Regions from separate parts of the Mus musculus genome. Here region 1 is linked to region 2. Evidence: chromatin contacts called from public HiChIP or PLAC-seq data. All regions are on one chromosome and are shown on one strand. The core of a region is the stretch at or near the end of the contact, and the rest is flanking DNA. Distances in the headings are between cores, read along the strand shown. Region 1 holds the start of Ints2 (integrator complex subunit 2). Region 2 holds the start of Gm38937 (a long non-coding RNA gene).

Region 1 (5,644 bases), core at 1,244-3,743, 120 kb after region 2:
TTACTCTGAATCAAATGGGATAATTTGAGAAACACTGTATCACATCTCAGTTTTTCTGTTTCCTTTGCTGATTCTCTACCCTGAAAGCTGAGTTTATTTTCTGAGATTTTCCCTCTCTGAGAGCCTTAGAAATATTTTAAAAATTTTTTGTAAGCTAAGTGGTAGTAGTACAGGGCTTTTATCACAGCACTCTGTCATGGACACACAGAAAAAAACTGTCTTGAAGAAAAAAATTTAAAAGAAATGATCAGTCAAGCTGGGTGGTGGAGGCACACACCTTTAGTCCCGCACTTGGGAGGCAGAGAGACGTGGAGCTCTTTGAGTTCAAGGGTAGTCTGGTCTTCTGAGTTTTAGGATAGCCAGGGCTACACACACACACACACACACACACACACACACAAATCCTGTCTTGGTTGGTAATTCGTTGAAGGATGCTCAATTTTTTTTTTTTGTTTTTAAATATTCATTTATTTCCTTTTTCTGAGTTTAGGTGTTTTGCCTGCATATTCTGTGTACAATATGTCTTCAGTGCCCATAGAGGCCAGAAGAGAGTTTTGGAAATGTAATTACAGACTGTTAGCTGCCTTGTGAACTCTGGTCCTCTGGAAGATCAGCTAGTGCTCTTAACCATTAAGCCATCTCTCTGGCTCCAGAAATACTTTTTTTTTTCTTTTCTTTCTAGACAGGGTTTCTCTGTGTAACTCTGGCTTTCCTGGAACTCACTCTGTAGAACAGGTTGGCCTTGAACTCAGGAAATCTGCCTACCTCTGCCTCCCAAGTGCTGGGTTGAAAGGCGCCACATTTGCTCAGAAATATTTAATAAGCAAGCCAAGCCAAGCCAAGCCAAGCCAAGCAAGCAAGGAAACAAGCAAACAAGGAAAAACTATTGTGTGTGTGTCCTGCAGAGGCCAGAAGAGGGTGTCAAACCCCTTGGAGTTTTGGAGCCACAAGTATAGGTACTGGGAACTGAACTCAGGTCCTCTGAAGAGCAGAATTTTTTTTTTTAAAGATTTCTTTATTATTATATCTAAGTACATTGTAGCTGTCTTCAGACACCTAGAAGAGGGCATCAGATCTCATTATGGATGGTTGTGAGCCACCATGTGGTTGCTGGGATTTAAACTCAGGACCTTCGGAAGAGCAGTCAGTGCTCTTAACCGCTGAGCCATCTCTCCAGCCCAAAAGCTGCATTTTAATAAAATAGTTCAGAGGCTTGACAGATGGCACAGCATGCCAGGTGTTGGTCGCTGAGCCAGATGACATGAATTCAAGTCCCAGGACATACATGGTGGAAGGAGAAAATGAGCTTCCATGAGTTATTCTTTTTTCTCACAAGTAAACACATGCACAAATGTCACACACACACACACACACACACACACACACACACACACACACACACACAAACGCGCGCGCGCGCGCGCAAGGTCATGCAAACCTTGGGTGAACCAGGAACAACAACCACAACAAAAAACGTAAGCTGGTGAAGATGGCACAATCCTATAATTCCACAATTTGAAAGGCTGAAGCAGAAGTTCAGAGCAGCCTGGACTACATAGTGTGGCGCTGTCTCCAGAACATTTATTATGAGATAAATAGACTTGCAATTTTTAAGATGGTGAGACTTTAGTTTTGATTTTCTTTCACAAGTGCCACATATAATATTGAGAAGGTTCCACTGAATTCGTTCCTAAAATTCACTCTTGAATAGGATTTTTGTAACCTCGAGACCCGAGAAAGCTACCAAACATAGAGCCTCTAGTATGAGCCCTGGGCAGACAGAGGGGTTGTGTCAAGTACCAGTCATCCTTGTCTACATAATGAACTCCAGGCCAACAAGGACCACATATACCTTGTCTGAAAAACAAAACCAACCTCGAATGCAAGCCGGAAGTGGTAGCATGCGCTTATAATTTGGGTACACACCATAAAACTAAATAATGAAAAGTTATTACACTTTGGCCTTAGTGTATAGACTTATGATTAATTACTTTTTTTTTTTTTTTTCGACACATGGTTTCTCTGTGTAGCCCTGGCTGTCCTGGAACTCACTCTGTAGACCAAGCTGGCCTCGAACTCAGAGATCCGCCTGCCTCTGCCTCCCAAGTGCTGGGATTAAAGGCGTGCGCCACCACTGCCCGGCTTCATTACTTTTAAAATTCCCCTACACACAGGTCTTGGGATTCTAGAACTTTCTAGACCGCACCGGCAGGGGTTTAAAGGAGGCTGCAATCGGGTTCCATTAGGCAAATTTCTGTGGAGGAACAGAGCGGACAACTTTTGCCATTTAATACATTATTGTTATTTAAATGTCGCGATAATTGGTTCGGGGGTCGGGATTTCGCTCTGACCGTTTAGGAACTCATCTGACAAGGTTCCAAGAGAAAAGCTCTGGAAAACAAGAAAGTGTAACACTCCACGCTTTCGGAAGCGGGGAGGGCGGTGACGGAGGAAGGGGCGGGCCTGCGCATGCGCAGAGCGGCCCTAAGCTGGCTTTTCTTATCGCCGCCGACGTCTTCTCAGTGCTGTACGGTGGCCGGCGCGTGCCAGAAGCTTGGGATGAATGGAGGTGCAGGGTGCAGGTTGAACTAAGTCTCTGCTTTCCCCTCTCTCCTGGTTGCTTCTCCCTTTTTTTTCCCTTTCCTTTTTACTTTTTTTTTTTTTTTTGCAGTGTCCCCATTCTGATTCTCGCTCTGTCGACGGCACTGTTGGTGCCAGCGTCAGAGTTCTTGGTGCCTGAGTCGACTCCGGGCATTGCCGGGGTTTGGGGATCTGGATAATCACCTAGGCCCAACTTCGGACCGCGCTCTCCATTTCTGCCTCGTCTGGCTCTCGGAGGCGGAATCCGAGTGGGTCCCTTGAGGCTGGAGGGTTGATCTTAAGGTATGAAGCGTCGGCTTCTCGGGCCCAAGTGCCGCTTTGTCTGAAGTCCGCCTGACTCTTCGCAGCCCGGGTCACTCGATTCTCATTGCTGCCTGGCAGAGACCCCTGAGTCCTGTCACCTCTGCCTTGAGCTTACTCTACTGTTAAAAGACCAGCGCTTACTATTGAAACAGCAGCATTTCTGCCTACGATTCTTTGTCCACAGCTCTGCTAGGGAGTAGGTCTTAAGACTGAGTGGTCTCTGTTAACTGTTCCATGTCACCTCTCTTTTCTGCTACCTTTTGAAAATTTACTCAAAACCACAGTGCCCAAGTGAGACTCTCTTTAACTCCTTCAGCTGACTGTACATACACATCTACCTCTATAACAATAGGGGTACGGAATAGCGTTGTGGCTTTCAGAACCATGCCTCTGACATTACTTTTGGCCCGTGAGATGATTTACCAGTGTTTCCATGTAGTTGGGAGGTAGAAAGAGAAGCCCAACTGATATTTATATTTATCTGGTAGGCTTGTAAAATGAAAGAGATCTGGCTGCAGCCGTTCATTTTCTCTCCATATTTCATGGAACTCATGTAATGGGCATAATGAGGGAAGTCTTGGCTGTGTTCAGGGTAGGAGGGTTCACTGGGACACAAAGTATTAGAGCAAATGATCTCTAAATTGAGAAGAAACATTAATCTGCAGTTTTCCTTCTTATCTTCCAGATGTCAGTAGAAACATAGAGACAGAAACCTGAGCTTTAATTGTGCCAACAACATTGCCAATGCAAGGACCTACTAAGTATTTAGTATACTTTGTTAGATTTTAAAGAAGGTTGTCATATATGTGGGAAGTAGATACCGATTTTCATTTTGTTGTTTTGGACTCCTTAGGATCGAGAGCGATGACGCCCGAGGGTACAGGCCTGCAGTTTGTCAGCCCTTTTGCTTTTGAAGCTATGCAGAAGGTGGATGTTGTCCGCCTGGCGTCCTTAAGTGATCCGGAATTAAGACTCCTCTTGCCCTGCCTGGTGAGGATGGCACTTTGTGCTCCTGCTGACCAGAGCCAAAGTTGGGCACAGGATAAGAAACTTATACTTCGCCTCCTGTCTGGAGTGGAAGCTGTCAACTCCATTGTTGCACTGTTGTCTGTGGACTTCCACGCTCTAGAACAAGATGCCAGCAAAGAACAGCAGCTTAGGTAAAGTTCACTTGTGTGTTAGGACTTGGGAGTTACTTGATATTCCAGAGGAGGGGGTTGTAATGATGCTCAGGTCTGTCAGAGCTCCCCCAGCAAAGGGAGAGTAATGTCTGAGAAGCATTTGACAGAGGTCTTTTCTAGTTAAATTCCTAAGAGCTGCTTTCTGTGTTATAAAATGTTGCTCAGAGAAGATTAGCTACATATTAGGTCAGTTACTCTGAGTGGGGACTGAGGAGGAGAAAGTCTTCTAGAGTGGAAGGTTTTATGGGAATGACTGAGCTTTTAAAATTACGTTGCTCCCCACTCCCCCCCCCCCAGACTCCAGGCTGGTTTTGTATCCTTTCATGTCCCTTGTGTATCTGAAAGCTATTGTTACTGAAGTCTGTGGCAATTACTAATTTACAGTTTCTGAGCTCTTGCAATATATAGACAAACAGTGTTTCGGAGGAATGGAAACCATTTACAATGAGTGGATTATTGCAGGAAAGGATTGCCTTGCCAGTGTCTTAATGTGTTTCCCATGTTTGGACTTCACTAGGCATAAACTTGGAGGAGGCAGTGGAGAGAGCATCCTGGTATCACAGCTTCAGCATGGGCTGACACTAGAGTTTGAACACAGTGATTCCCCTCGTCGATTGCGGCTTGTGCTGAGTGAATTGTTGGCAATTATGAACAAGGTGCTTTAAAAAAAACCTCCCTTTTCTTTTTTCTTTTTTTTTTTTTTGCATTTTTTTTTCGAGACAGGGTTTCTCTGTGTAGCCCTGGCTGTTCTGGAACTCACTCTGTAGACCAGGCTGGCCTCGAACTCAGAAATCCGCCTGCCTCTGCCTCCAGAGTGCTGGGATTAAAGGCATGTACCACCACGCCCAAAAACTCCCTTTTCATCTCACAATATCCATGACTTAATATTTACATCTAGAAAATAGTAAAAAGGGCTGGTGAGATGGCTCAGTGGGTAAGAGCACCCGACTGCTCTTCCGAAGGTCCAGAGTTCAAATCCCAGCAACCACATGGTGGCTCACAACCATCCTTAATGCAATCTGATGCCCTCTTCTGGAGTATCTGAGGACAGCTACAGTGTACTTACATATAAATAAATAAATAAATAAATAAAAAAAAAAAAGAAAATAGTAAAAAAATATCAGCAAGAAGGCAGGCAGGTTACATGTTCTGCTAGTATTTCTGTTTGATTTGTGTTCTTTCAAAGACTGAAGTGATTTATTTTTTATTTTTAGAGATAGAGTTTCTCTGTATAGTTCTGACTTTCCTATAGCCCAGGTTGGCCAGATCCACCTGCCTCTGCTATCCAGTACTGGGATTAAAGGTGTGTGCCACTACACCCAACTATTCAGTATTTTTTTTTTTTCCAGACAGGGTTTCTCTGTGTAGCCCTGGCTGTCCTGGAACTCACTCTGTAGACCAGGCTGGCCTCTGCCTCCCAAGTGCTGGGATGAAAGGCGTGTGCCACCACTGCCTGGCAGGATTTTCTTTTTGTGTGTGTACGGAATTGATATAATTGTTTTTAAGATCATCAAAATAATTTTTACATTTTTATTTATTTTATGTGCATGAATGTTTTG
Region 2 (5,565 bases), core at 2,466-4,965:
AACAGTAGAACCTACATGGTTGGAGACAGAGAGCTGGGGCGTGAAACGGGTTGGGTGGGGGAAGGGTGGCAGGGGAAGATTCGCATTTTGAAAGGACTGTCAAAGATGACTAGATGAAACACAGGGGTTTTTCTCCAGGCAACAAAACTATTCTATAGTCAATGGAATGGCACATTATGACTTAAACATCTGTCAGAACCCAGGGTGAGGTGCAAGGGTGAACCTTGATGTTAGCATGGACTTTAGTTATTATTATTAATAAATCAAGCTGGGCATGGTGGCACATATTTACAGTCCTGGCTACCCCTTGGCAGGTAGGCGCTGAAGGAGAAGGGGTTCATGATCGTTCTTGGCCGTATGTGCTGTGTGTGAATGAATTTCAACAAAACAGGTGTGGAGATACAGGGTTTATTCCCAGCATTCCAGAGGCAGAGGCAAGAGAATCTCTGTGGTTTCAGTACAGCCAAAACTACATAGACTACAAAACCCTAAACCAAAATCATAACAAAAGCGTACGCACTATCATGGGATGTCAGTAGTAAGGAAACGGAGTTAAGTTGGGAGGGGCGTGTCTAAGGGAACGCTTTGTGAAATATGCTCAGTTGGCCATAGACCCATCAAACTGGTCTAAAGAATAAAAATTTATTAAGTGGAAAAATAAGATGATGGAAGAAACTCTCTAGTCACTGTAAGAAAAGAAGTTTGGAAGTAGAGGAAGCATGGGCTTCCCGTTTGAAGGGGCTGGAGTGTGTTTTAGTTCTAGAGAGCTTGCCTAGCATGGATGAGTCCTAGGTTGGATCTGAAGCCTCGCAAAGAAAGAAAGAAAAAGAAAAAGAAAGAAAGAGAGAGAGAGAGAGAGAGAGAGAGAGAGAAAGGAAGAAAGAAAGAAAGAAAGACAGAAAGGAGATAGATAACAGAGAAAGAGAAGCAGAGACAGTGGAGCCAGGCATGGTAGTATGGCCTATATAGTTCCATCTATTCTGGAGGCAAAGGCAGAAAGATCCTGAGCTCAGGTATTCAAGGCCCTGTACAATATAGTAACATTCAATCAGAAACAAAGACTACAAGAAAGGAAGGGAGAGAGGGAGAGGAAGAAGAAAAGGAGGGGGAAAAGAAGGAAAGGAGAGGAGAGGAGAGGAGAGGAGAGGAGAGGAGAGGAGAGGAGAGGAGAGGAGAGGAGAGGAGAGCGTCCCAGAAGCACAGACTGTAAAAGTTGCTGGCTCAACCTAAGAAGATTATAGAGAAGAAGTGGCTGGAACAGAACGTGATATTGACAAAACTTGGTGATGAACTGATTATGGGCTGGGATCAAGTGCCTCTGGGACTTCTGGCTTGCCTAACTTGATAAGGTGATATCATTTGCCAGTTGTTACAGAGGCTCTAGGACAGTTTTATCAATCCTATTACTACAAACTGAGACACTTGTACACATGAATTCTTAGCAGGGGTGTGAATGTGATGCTCACAGAAAAGCCACCTCGTTGCCTGCTTTCCGGCGCTGGCTGTGATCATTCTCTATGTCACATCATGAGTCCTGTTCTTGCTTCACTATGCATTGAACTGGACAAGATTAGTTGTCCTCTCAGGGCCTTGGTATTTTTTCTAGTGTTTGAGGAAGCTGAGCCAAATGACCTCTAAAGAGTACACAGCAGAGATGGGGCAAGCCAGTGGCTCTGTGTGTGTGTCTGCGCGCGTGCACGTGCGAGAGAGAGAGAGAGAGAGAGAGAGAGAGAGAGATAGAGAGAGAGAAAGAAAGAGAGAGAGAGGGAGAGGGAGAGGGAGAGGGAGAGAGAGAGATCTCTTTAGGAGTGCTGAGTGTCATTCCCCCTTTGAGACAGGGTCATTCCCACTTACTAGGATTGGGTAGCTGGCCATTGTGTTCCAGGTATCCTCCTGCCTCCACCCGCCCATCACTAGAATTATAAGCACATGCTACCACACTGACATTTTCATGTAGGTTGTGGGGTTTGATCTTGGGTCCTCCTGCTTGCAAGGCAATCCCTTTACTGATTGAACCATCTCCACAGCCCCTGAGACTGGTAATCTCTAGAAGCTAGAGGTCTTCTAATCTTGAAAGACTTTGTGCCTCTCTAACCCCAGGGCTTCCATCATGAACACTACCACATCCAACTTGTCTGGTGTTGTCTTGCTGTGCATGCAGATGTCCAGCTCCTGGGTTTCTGTGCTCCAGCCCTACGACTAGGGTCTACACAAACTTCCATAACCTCAAGTAACCCTGGGCCAATACTGAATACTCCTTTCCAAGTCACACGACCAGATGGTCCCAGGGGAAATTCAGTTCTCTGTGTGTTTTTATTTCCAAATGAAGGCTCTCTTCAGACAACAGAACAAATGTGCCAACATCCTGTTCCAAAACCCAGAAAACACAAATTCCCAAGAACCACCAGCCCTTTAGTCAGTCTGGCTCAAAGAGAAAGCTATTACTAATTCAAGATCCCGTAGCCTTACCTCCTCTTGCCTCACTGGTAGTAACACTGCACAAAACATGTAAAGAACTGAGTCATGCTATCATCCTGTCGATGGCTTAACGATTAGAAGTGTGAGGGACTGCCCTTCAGTCTGACCTTCATTGACATAGTAAACTATGTCTTTGGCTTCCAGTGGGGATGGCAGTGGGGGTGGAAGGGAGTGACTCAAGGTTCTAGGCTAGTATTATGTGGTGATGATTTTGAATGGCTTCTCTAAAATACTTCATTGAGTACTGCCTAAATAAACAAGATGATCTAAAGCCTGGCATAAGGAGCCAGTGCTGTGTTGAAATCTATGCACTTGGACCCAGACCAAGGACCGTCCCATAGAATCCCTGAGAAACAATCCTCTTGAAGATGATCATTTATTCCTACCCAGGGCTACGGATACTGATTCTTTTGCACAAAGGAACTTCACACAGGTTCCCTAATCCTTACTCTGGCTATCATTTAAGTGATCCATGAAGGACCTGTGATCTGCTCAAAGCCAGCCCTGTTCACTCCCTGCCCTGTCCTGTACTCAGAGCTCCTGAATCAAACAAGTAGCCTCTAGCTTTCTCTTCCACAGTGGATGGAAGGCTTCTCTGAAGTATAAGGTTTACCCCACCCCATCATGGTAAAGGTATCATTTTTATAGAATGTATGCCATGTATCATTATAATCCCTTTCTTGTAAGGGAAGTTTATTAGAGTTAAACTGCTGGTTGCTGGCCAACCAATGTATTAATAGTTCTTGGTCAAGTGCCAATCCTTAGTTTAATCAGCTGCCTTGACCTCAGGAGATGGGGAGGGTCATGTGGTGTTAAATGGGACAACCTGTTACTCGTGTTCCTGAGGGCAGCTAGTGCAGAAAGCACTGAACAACTTATCCACGAGCCTCACGCGAACAAGCACACGTAGTAAGTCAGAATGTGCTTGAGTCGATTTCGTAATTATTCAGCTGACATCTTTCTTTCTCTGACTGGAGAAGAAGGCACACGGGTGCACCCAGTAGGTGCTCAATGGCTAATTTTCAATGAAAGGAAAAAAAAATCCCTGACTAAAGCTGGCAATCGGTGGAGTAGAGAGAAGTTGGAAATATCAGGAGAGGAATGTAATGAATCAAAGGTCTGACTGAGTCAGGTTATGAGTAAGCCAAGTTATGAATAAGCAGAGCCAACAGTGTGTAAAAATACCCACAGTGTAAATGACACGAGAGCTAGGCAGTAGTGAGCAGAAGGCATGGCAGGCACAAGGGAGGACTGAGTCACCTCGGAACTCATTCCTTGAGGCCAGAGCTTCCTTCCTACTCAGCGCTTCCTGACTCTAGTAGCCTGTCTTCCCTAGGGTCCTGTGAACATGGACTCTTACAATAAAACTCCCTGAGGCTAACCTGATGAACTGGCACTTGTTGGTCATCTCAGCTCTGGAAGATCAATTAGTATTACTTAGCTCGTGAAGTCATCACCCCTTTCAGCAGACTGGCAGTCAAGCTGTGTGGAAACTTAGACATGTTTTTATTCAAAGTGGAGATACCACCTTAGACTCAACCTAGACCCCCTATATAAATAAACTTTATTTTAATTATATTTAAGCTGGGCATAGTAGTGCATGCTTTTAATCCCGGCACTCGGGAGGCAGAGGCAGGCGGATCTCTATGAGTTTGAAGTCAGCCTAGTTTACTGGTCTGCGATGAGTTCCAGGACAGCCAGAGCGCCAGAGCTATGTAGTGAGACCCTATCTTTAAAACAAAACAAAACAAAGAGAAAAAAGAAAAAGAAAAAAATGATTTTCTTTTCAAGATAGGATCTCACTCTGCACCCTGGCTAGCCTGGAGCTTGCTATGTAGAACAGGCTCACCTCAGACTCACAAGTATCCTGTTTCTACCTCCCAAATGCCGGCATTAAAGACATACATCACTACTCCTGGCCGTAACATACTATATTTATCTCTGTTTCAGTGGAATTTTTATCCTGCTGAAGCAAAAGCAAACAAATTTGCTCTATTGTACCTTCATCTTTAAATTAAACATTAGTAAGAAAAATTAAATATTACTTTAGAATAATTTTAGGGGATATTATGAAGATTGACCATCTTCATCATTACCGATGTTAACTTCTAGACTTCTGTGCATTATTAATTACTTAATGACAACCCACCAAGCTGTAAGTTCCCTGACAGTCTTGAGTCCTTTTTGGTATCTAAATCTCTTTATTTACTATTGCTGCTTTAACAAGTTACCATATGTTGACTTGCCTAAATGGCACAAATTCATTATCTTGTAGTTAGTGGGGTAGGAGTTGGATACAGACCTGACTGGGTTCAAACCAAGGTATCATCAGAGCTGCTTGCTTTTTCTGGAAGCTCTAGGGAAGGCGCCTCACTTTTTCTCAGCTTCTACAGGCTTCTGGCTCCCTCCTTCACTTCCAAAGCCAGCATGCTGCGCCTTGTTTGTGTTACATATCTGACCCTCTTTCATGGTCCCTTCTCCCTCCAACTGATGTCAGCTGGCAAAGGTTCTCTGTGGGGATTCCAGAATAATCTTGCAACGTCCCTTAGCCTTAATTACATCTGTAAAATCCCCTTTGTAACATAATATATTCACCGATTACCTTGGATTAGGACACACATCTTTTAGGGAAGCAATTATTCTGCCCCGCACACTGTAATTACCAATCCTTCTGTGGTCTGATAAGAACATCTAGGATCATGACAGCATTCAAGATGCGTCTCAAAAGCACAAATTGCTAGAAAGAAGAAACCTCATGATAAATAAAATCTAGTCCTTTCCATTGGAGACCAGCAGAAGTGGTTATGTTGGCTCAAGCAGGCAATCTCAGTTTGGCAAGGAGAGAGGAGGATCCAGAATGTGAGGGTAGGCTAGCCTGTGATACACAGTGAGACTGTCCAAACAAACAAACAAGGAGAAGAAAGGAGGAAAGAAATCAGTAGAAACTGTGATTAGCGTCAATGTGCTTGTGCAGTGAGATTTATATTAACTTCTACAGGGATCCTTTCCAATAGATATTAACTTCATTTTATAGCCAAGGAAAGTGAGATTCTGAGTAGCTAAATACTCTGTGCAAAGTTACATAGC

The links. HiChIP or PLAC-seq counts read pairs in DNA pulled down with a chosen protein or histone mark.
Region 1: a contact with region 2 is called in an H3K4me3 HiChIP or PLAC-seq map of bone marrow-derived macrophages, with 4 times the contacts expected there. The contact joins the promoter of Ints2 here to the enhancer-like site in region 2. A contact is called at or near these places in 3 of 39 promoter capture datasets (the 3T3-L1 cell line and neutrophils), 5 of 484 Hi-C or Micro-C datasets (the N1E-115 cell line, brown adipocytes, group 2 innate lymphoid cells and 2 more), 4 of 115 datasets of contacts at active chromatin or transcription factors (the SCID.adh cell line, bone marrow-derived macrophages, effector CD8 T cells and 1 more) and 3 of 9 other capture datasets (adipose tissue, liver and pancreatic islet).

Annotation. Positions count from the first base shown.
Region 1 is chr11:86,254,443-86,260,086 of GRCm38.p6, reverse strand. It overlaps Ints2 (integrator complex subunit 2), which reads left to right and starts at 2,493. Exons shown (of 25, transcript NM_027421.3): 1 at 2,493-2,883; 2 at 3,758-4,064; 3 at 4,603-4,741. The coding sequence starts at 3,769. The region is part of intron 2 of Brip1os (BRCA1 interacting protein C-terminal helicase 1, opposite strand); the gene reads right to left.
Region 2 is chr11:86,378,756-86,384,320 of GRCm38.p6, reverse strand. It overlaps Gm38937 (a long non-coding RNA gene), which reads left to right and starts at 222. Exons shown (of 3, transcript XR_880098.1): 1 at 222-314. It overlaps Gm33528 (a long non-coding RNA gene), which reads right to left and starts at 78. Exons shown (of 3, transcript XR_388937.1): 1 at 16-78. Within about 2 kb of position 3,715, at least 81 of the 459 cell types and tissues checked have an H3K27ac peak or open chromatin away from gene starts, as enhancers often do. A contact at or near this core is called in bone marrow-derived macrophages, brown adipocytes, muscle stem cells and 1 more, where this site is marked.